2 separate regions of the Arachis hypogaea genome follow, and region 1 is linked to region 2. Evidence: chromatin contacts called from public Hi-C data. All regions are on one chromosome and are shown on one strand. The core of a region is the stretch at or near the end of the contact, and the rest is flanking DNA. Distances in the headings are between cores, read along the strand shown. Region 1 holds the start of LOC112754825. Region 2 holds the start of LOC112754817 (shikimate kinase 1, chloroplastic-like).

What was found. Hi-C and Micro-C count contacts between places; a contact is called where the count stands out from the background.
Region 1: a contact with region 2 is called in a Hi-C map of leaf, with 6 times the contacts expected there. The contact joins the promoter of LOC112754825 here to the promoter of LOC112754817 in region 2. A contact is called at or near these places in 2 of 8 Hi-C or Micro-C datasets (both in leaf).

The regions. Positions count from the first base shown.
Region 1 is chr16:122,799,420-122,803,130 of arahy.Tifrunner.gnm2.J5K5, reverse strand. It overlaps LOC112754825, which reads right to left and starts at 1,741. Exons shown (of 8, transcript XM_072221040.1): 1 at 1,505-1,741; 2 at 1,018-1,059; 3 at 571-658; 4 at 188-308. It overlaps LOC140172860, which reads right to left. Exons shown (of 4, transcript XM_025802608.3): 3 at 2,893-3,686; 4 at 1,877-2,235. The coding sequence starts at 3,508. The coding sequence ends at 2,030.
Region 2 is chr16:122,586,653-122,589,955 of arahy.Tifrunner.gnm2.J5K5, reverse strand. LOC112754817 (shikimate kinase 1, chloroplastic-like) reads right to left here and starts at 1,484. Exons shown (of 7, transcript XM_025802597.3): 1 at 1,328-1,484; 2 at 1,135-1,222; 3 at 885-967; 4 at 666-795; 5 at 507-585; 6 at 305-369; 7 at 1-166. The coding sequence starts at 1,398. The coding sequence ends at 116.

The DNA.
Region 1 (3,711 bases), core at 492-2,991, 210 kb before region 2:
AAATAAGAGGGTTATCAGCTTAGCAGTTATCATATATCATTAGTGAAGTAGACGCCAAAAGAAGAATTAAAATCAGGAGTTGACCACAAATCCATTGAACAACGGGTAATACATTATGGAAGCATAACAATGAATCGAAATTAAGATTGAAAAGGAGCATTAAAAAGGGTAATAGTGATAACAATACCTCTGATAACAATTCCAACTTCAGTACAAAGCTCTGCCTCTGCTATTATTATTAGCGGCTGTCTTCCCATATGAAATCTGCTCCAATATAGCCACTAAAGCTCATAGGGGAGGTATCACAGCTATAAATCATCCCACACCAATCAGTACCCCTTAAATGCTAGTTAGAAACTGAATGAGTAACAATTGAATGATAAAATAATTTCTCTGCTGGGTGATAATTGAGCAATATTAGCATATGGTAAATATAAGGGGAACCAACAATATTTATAAATAAAGAATATGACAAAATCACAGGATTACAGGAATTGAATGGTAAACTAAATGCAGATATGCTGTTCACACAAGTGACAAATCTATCAATCACGAACTTATAAAACATACTAGTAAGTGCTTGGCGATATGCCTAAACAACTGCTCTTGCCAAGATGCTCCCTCCCATCACAATCAAGTTTGCAACAATCTTTGTTGTCTGCATAAACAGCTCAGGTAACGTTAAAACCCTAAGGCGAGAAGCCGAAAACAATGCATACAGAAAAATTGAATTTTAACATAATTATTGTTAAAATAAGAATTTCATAATTATTGTCAAAGGGAACAGCTAGGACCCTGTGAAGAGAGTCAATTACTCAACTAACTGATATCATTATCATAGCCAGAGCGGCATACCCCAAGTAAACTTAAAAAGAGCATTGCTAAACTGCTAATAGTCATTAAATCATGACAACTGAAGATTTATATATTCATAAATGGTTCCATTTTTCTTTTTCCATTCATGTTTATCAAGTTTACTGAAACAAAAAAATAATAAATATGAGATATTGAACATACTAGTCAAACAATTCCAATTCTTACTCCTCCAACAACTTCCACCTGAAAAATTAATTAAAAAGAAAGAAAAAAATTAAAGAAAGAGTAGCAAAAACTATTTATGTACACACTTCACAGTAAATCAATCAATTTTTCATCCTCCAATTACTGGAAAAGAAAAACGAAGAAGAATAGAAAAAAATACTAGATTCGAATACATCACATTTGCAGATTCCATTGTCATTTTTAGTTACAAAACAACATTACAAATAGCATAGCATACTAGGGGTAACTAGCGAAGCTTTATTAGGAAAAGAACCAAGAAGTAGAGAATTCATGTGCGGAATGCGAGTTAGTGAATGAATGAATTGAAGAGTGTTTAGATTTTTGAGTGCGTGGAGTGAGAGGCACAGAGAGCTAGCTACTTCATGAAAGAGTCAGAGAAAAAATTTATTGTTAACAAAGAAGAAATATCAGCAAATTAATAGGGAAGAAAAAGAAAAAGTACCAGCGGCAGTTCAAAGAAGAAATTGGAGTGAGAGAAAGCGGCGTTGAAGAAGAAGCTCGGGAGTGAACAGATTTGAAAATGCGTTGTACCACTTCAACTACGGCGGCATCGACGTCAAAAACTGTGGCGACAACGGCGGCGGAAACTGCGGTGGCAACAGTGACAGCAACGACAGTATAGAGAGACAGATCTGAAAACATGTTGATAAGATAGGTGGCTCGATCCAGAAGCTCTCTACTGCAACGGACACGGAAGTGGTAATGGCGCCGGCGGACAATGTACAAGTATATGCAGCAGTGGGCAGGTGCTAAACCAAAGTTACTTACAAGCACAAATATATAAGTATACAATTCCAAAATTATGGACAATGTATTTTAGAAAAGAAAGAGAAGCCTCTTGTACCAGCAACATTGAATTGATTTATAGTCTCACTTTTCATCCAAAAATTTAAAGGTAACAATCATAAAGCCAAAAACCATAAAAAAGAAAGTCCAACTAAATTGTCTACTGCTATGAATCTCTACTCTAGTTTTTAAGCTCCTGGGCAATTAGAACAGCCAAATAAAAGCCAGGTTCATCTACAAATTCAGCCAAATCAAAAGAATGAGCATCTGCAACAATTTGTAAACTTGTCCTATCAGGTAGGTCTGAAACTACAACTTCCGGATACTGCTTTCGTTGCTGTTCTAACACTAGTCTCCCTTGCGGATGACTGATAATCACCCGTCCACCTACAGGTCAGATGCAAAATTACAGAAAGAATAAGTATCCAGAGCTCTGACCTAAGTTTCAAAAGAGGGAACAACAATTGAGCTAAAATATATGTGCAATAAGAAAATCTATCAAGTTTGCTACTATGTTTGGTGCACTGTTCTAATACACTTGAAAATTTTAGCTTCTATACCAAAGTGTAGTACCTAAGGAGTATTAGAAATTTGACATTTTTAATCTATCCTCTTATTCAAACTTCAGTTCAAGCAAATTAAGAGCTAGGCTTTGGTAATAGGTGTAGAAATCTTGGAATGCAAATAGCATTCTCTCCAGAGCAATTTCGTTTAATGGGGCAAAAATTATTAAAAGCTTGATGAAAGACAAGATGTGTGAAGAAGTGTAGATGTTACAATTAAAATTGCAAACCGTTTTAATTTCTACCTCATAATACATCATTAATAACCAAACTATATCCACACTATCATCCTTCTTTTAACCAATTTTGACACTATCAAACTTTTCGTCATCCAGATAAATGGATTCTTTTGAATGAATTTTAAGAAATGTGTGTAAAACATGGTGCATAAAAATCAAGTCCATTTTCAAATACACAATTTGCAGAGAAATGCAAAGTAACAAGGAAAAGAACAAACTTCAATCACAAGAGAAAAACTTACCAGGTGAACATTTCTTAGCCAAAGACCCCAAAATCTCATCAAGTTTGAAGGGCAAAGCAGGAAGAAAATAGAGAAAAACAACATCAAGAGGAGCCCATTTCTCTGGAACATACACAATCTCTCCTTGCCAACACTTAACCTTATCATATTTCTCTTTAATAAGAGCCAATATCAGAAGTGAATCGTGCACCACAAAAAGAGACTTACACAAACCCACCAATGTATCCACAAACTCTTCAGACCCAGTTAAGACTAAGACCCTTGAACCCTCTTCAACATTCCCAGCAGATACAATTCGTTCAATGCTTCTCTTGAATTCTACATTAGAATTTGACTCAACAGAATCAAGTATAGACCAGTCCTTTTCAACAACTTCTTCAATGTAAACAACGGATGCAGAACCCTCAGGGATTGAAACTTGGGCATCTGTGTCTGACTCAGTGGCTTGCAGCAAAGTCGAAATAGGCTTAATGGGTTTTGATTTTAGGGAATTTGATGAAAATTTGAAAGCACTGCCACAGAGATAAACATGTTGGTGCTTCAATTGAAGGTTTTGGTGGAATTTGCATAGTGGTGGGGTTATGGGGTGGAAGGAACCTACAGAAACAGAATTCATGGGAAGAAAGAACTGATTTTTACAGGTGGGTTTGCTCTTAAAACCGGATCCTGATGCTTAAATCAGTGTCTTGGAAGTAGAGAATAGAGGTTAGAGCTTGGGTTTGGATATTGAGGACTTGCCGAAAGAGGTTTTACTCAGAGAAGACATCCAGACAGGATATAATTCCTGGGAGATGCTGCAATTTTCATTTATTTAAGAAA
Region 2 (3,303 bases), core at 235-2,734:
ACATTAAATATGTGCCATGTTGGTGCCGCATTACATCAATTCTTTCCAAACACAAAGGAAAAGCATATTCTCCTGCACTAAATGAGGTTTGAAGAGAAATTATAACCAGCTTGAGCTAGCAATATCCATCTTCACTCTTTAGAAAGCCTAGGATTTGTTCCAGAGCCTGAGAAATACACAGCCTCAAGTCAGATAAGTGAAAGCGTTCCAATGGTAATTCTACTAATGTTTTCAATTGTATGTAATCAAGAGCAAACAATTAAGTTTAGGAATCAGAAGGTAATAAGGCAGAAAGTGACATGACCTCAATTGCAATAGCAGTTGGAGTCAAATCTGATACATCTTTTTGGCCCAGTTTTGCTGCTATATCTGCAAAATAACACAATAATCATATACAGATTTTCTAGGAAGCATACCATGAGATAGTTATGTTACTCTAGTGCTATATTTCCACATATTTAAGTAAGGTACTAGAGAAGAAGAAATAATATTATTGAGAACCATACTTTCTAAGGAGACCTTGGCATTGGCATTTGCATATGCTTGGCTTCGTTCTTCAAAAAGAGAAGACAAACGCATGAAAGTCTGCAAATTAAATCCAAAGTGTAAAATCAATATTGATCCCAATTGCTCCACTTTGTGATCAAATTCATATTGATTACTACCTTAGTGTATGCATCTCCTACTTCAGAATGTAGAAGTGGGCGAGAATTAGTTCCTACAGCTGTTATTCTCTGAGCCAATGCTTCTACAGGTACATCCAACCATATGCTAACCCCTTTGTGCATATATTTCCTAGCAATTCCACATATAATTAAGTATAAGTGAAGACTCAATAATCTCCATAAGAGTTCATCGTTAACATGAAGATTAAATTGGTATACCAATTAATAGGCCTCACAACAGCACCTCCGCCCGTGGATATAACATGTCTATGCGTCATTGACAACTTCCGCAACACCTCAGTCTGCAACCGTGAAAATAACCACAGAAAATGAATGGCTATATTGTGATAATAATAATAAAACAACAAAAGAATCACATAAACATTGATATGATACAATAACAAGTGTCCTTATTACACAAAGGTAAGGAGATTTATATCGCATAAACTGAAGATATTTTTGAACTGACCTCTTTATCACGGAAAAAAGTCTCTCCATAGTGCTTGAATATATCAGCTACTGAAGTTCCATCAACCTCCTCCTCAATCAATGTATCGCTGGTCCCATGAAAAAAGATTGCTACAGAAAATGTTGAGGCGGAACTATATACATATATTGTTCCCTTGAAATAATTTCTGATCTTAATTACAGTCAGTACCAACCTATCAAAAAACGAATAACAAAGCACTTGTGACAGAATCTTCCCTACAGTTGTCTTTCCAGATCCCATCATTCCTGCAATCTCAGAACCCTTCGATTTCTGTTCAATTTCTGGGAACTTCGATTTCTGTTCAATTTCTTGAGTCTTCAATTTAGTGTTTTATACTTTTGCTGCTCTGTAATTGTTAATTTATTACTCTATTTTAATTTGTTACTTTGTAATTGTTAATTTATTATTCTGTTTTGTTAATGCTGAAAAGTGGAAATTCACTCTATTTTGCAATATTGTTAAATGGCTAAATGCTGTAAGTAGAAATGTTGTAGGCGGAATTGCTGATATGGTCTTGTGTTGTGGTTAGGAATATGATGTTAATTTTCATTGTGTTTGGCTTTTGATTTAGGTTATGAACATGGTTAATTTTCAATTTTCCATGCTGTTAATTTTCATTGTTAATGTTCATTGTGTTGTGGGCTTGTGGTTGTTTTTAATTTCATATCTGTTTTATTAATTTCAGTTATGGAAAATAGTATTAATCAAGAAGCAATTTTTATTAATTTCAGCTATATCGGGATTTAATATTTAGATAGAGTAATTCTCCACATACAATAGATTTTCCATACAAGTCATACAAGTCATTTATAAACACACCGTTTCACGTTTTTTTTGTGTGCCTCTTTTTCTTCTTCTTTCTCCGTGCTTTCTCTTCTTCTTCCTCTTCCTCTTCTTCTTCTTTCTCCGTGTCTCTTTTTCTTCTCTTCCTCCCTCTTTTTTTATTGAAATTTCTTCTCCTCTTTTCGTTTTCTCTTTCTCCTTCATCAAAATCACCAGAAAAAACGAAGAAACATTATTCAAGGTACGTTTCTTGCCTTCTCTTTCTCCTTCTTCTTCGTCTTCTTGCTGCATGTTCTTCTTCCTCTTCCTATTCTTCTTCTTCATTTACGTGCTTTTCTCTTTGTTTTCTTTCTTCGTTATTCTCGATTTCCATTATTTTTTGACATCAAGCTCTGAAATCGTTTTTAAAGAAGAAGAAGCAGCAGAAGATGAGGAGGAAAAAGAGAAAGAGTTCTGAATTATGCATAAGGTGTACTTCAATGAATTTTGGGTGTATTTCTTAAATCCTTTGGGTGTATTGATTTCAAGAAGAAATATACTGTCTCTCCCTATATTGGGTGTATTTCTTAAATCCTTTGGGTGTATTTCTGTAATCGTTTGGGTGTATTTTTGTAATCGTTCGGGTGTATTTCTGAAGTTCCACCATCTTCAAAACAATTTCAAAGCTTGATTTCAGAAACCATGAAAATAAAAAAAAAACAGAAGGAGATCGAAGGCAAAGAGAGAACACTTTTCCATACAAATCATACAAGTCATTTATATTCACGCCATTTTCACGCTTCTTAAAAAGGAAACGAAGATGAAACACGCGAAGATGGTTCAGTAACGCGCGTGTTAGGCCCAACTTGTAAGACTTGTAAACAAAAATGACTTGTATGTGTAGCACTCCTCATTTAGATATGCTTTTATTACTACTTAACTTTTGAGTTTGAATTTTGATAAGATCATATGTATTTGGTTGATGATATTTTATGTAGTATTTTAAATTTCGAAGATATTTTAAGATTTATATTAGACTATAATTATATTTTAGGATGTGTATTTATAATTTATTTATTATTCTATTCTAAAACGATTTTTTCGGTTGAACCACCAGTTGGACCGATTAGATCAATGAACTAGTGACTAGAGTACTTTGATGACCGGTCCAGTTTTCTAAACCTTGAAAAAAATAAGAGGAAAGAAAAATGATAAAAAGAAAATGAGAGAAAAGAAAAATTTTTGTGTGGATCCCACCAAAAATTTTTTTCATCCATTCCAAGCAAGAAAACAAAAAGAGAAAGATTATTTTATTTGTATTTACAATTATTATCTATAGTTATATTATTATTAATAATTGTCAATATAAATTTAATTTTAATAATT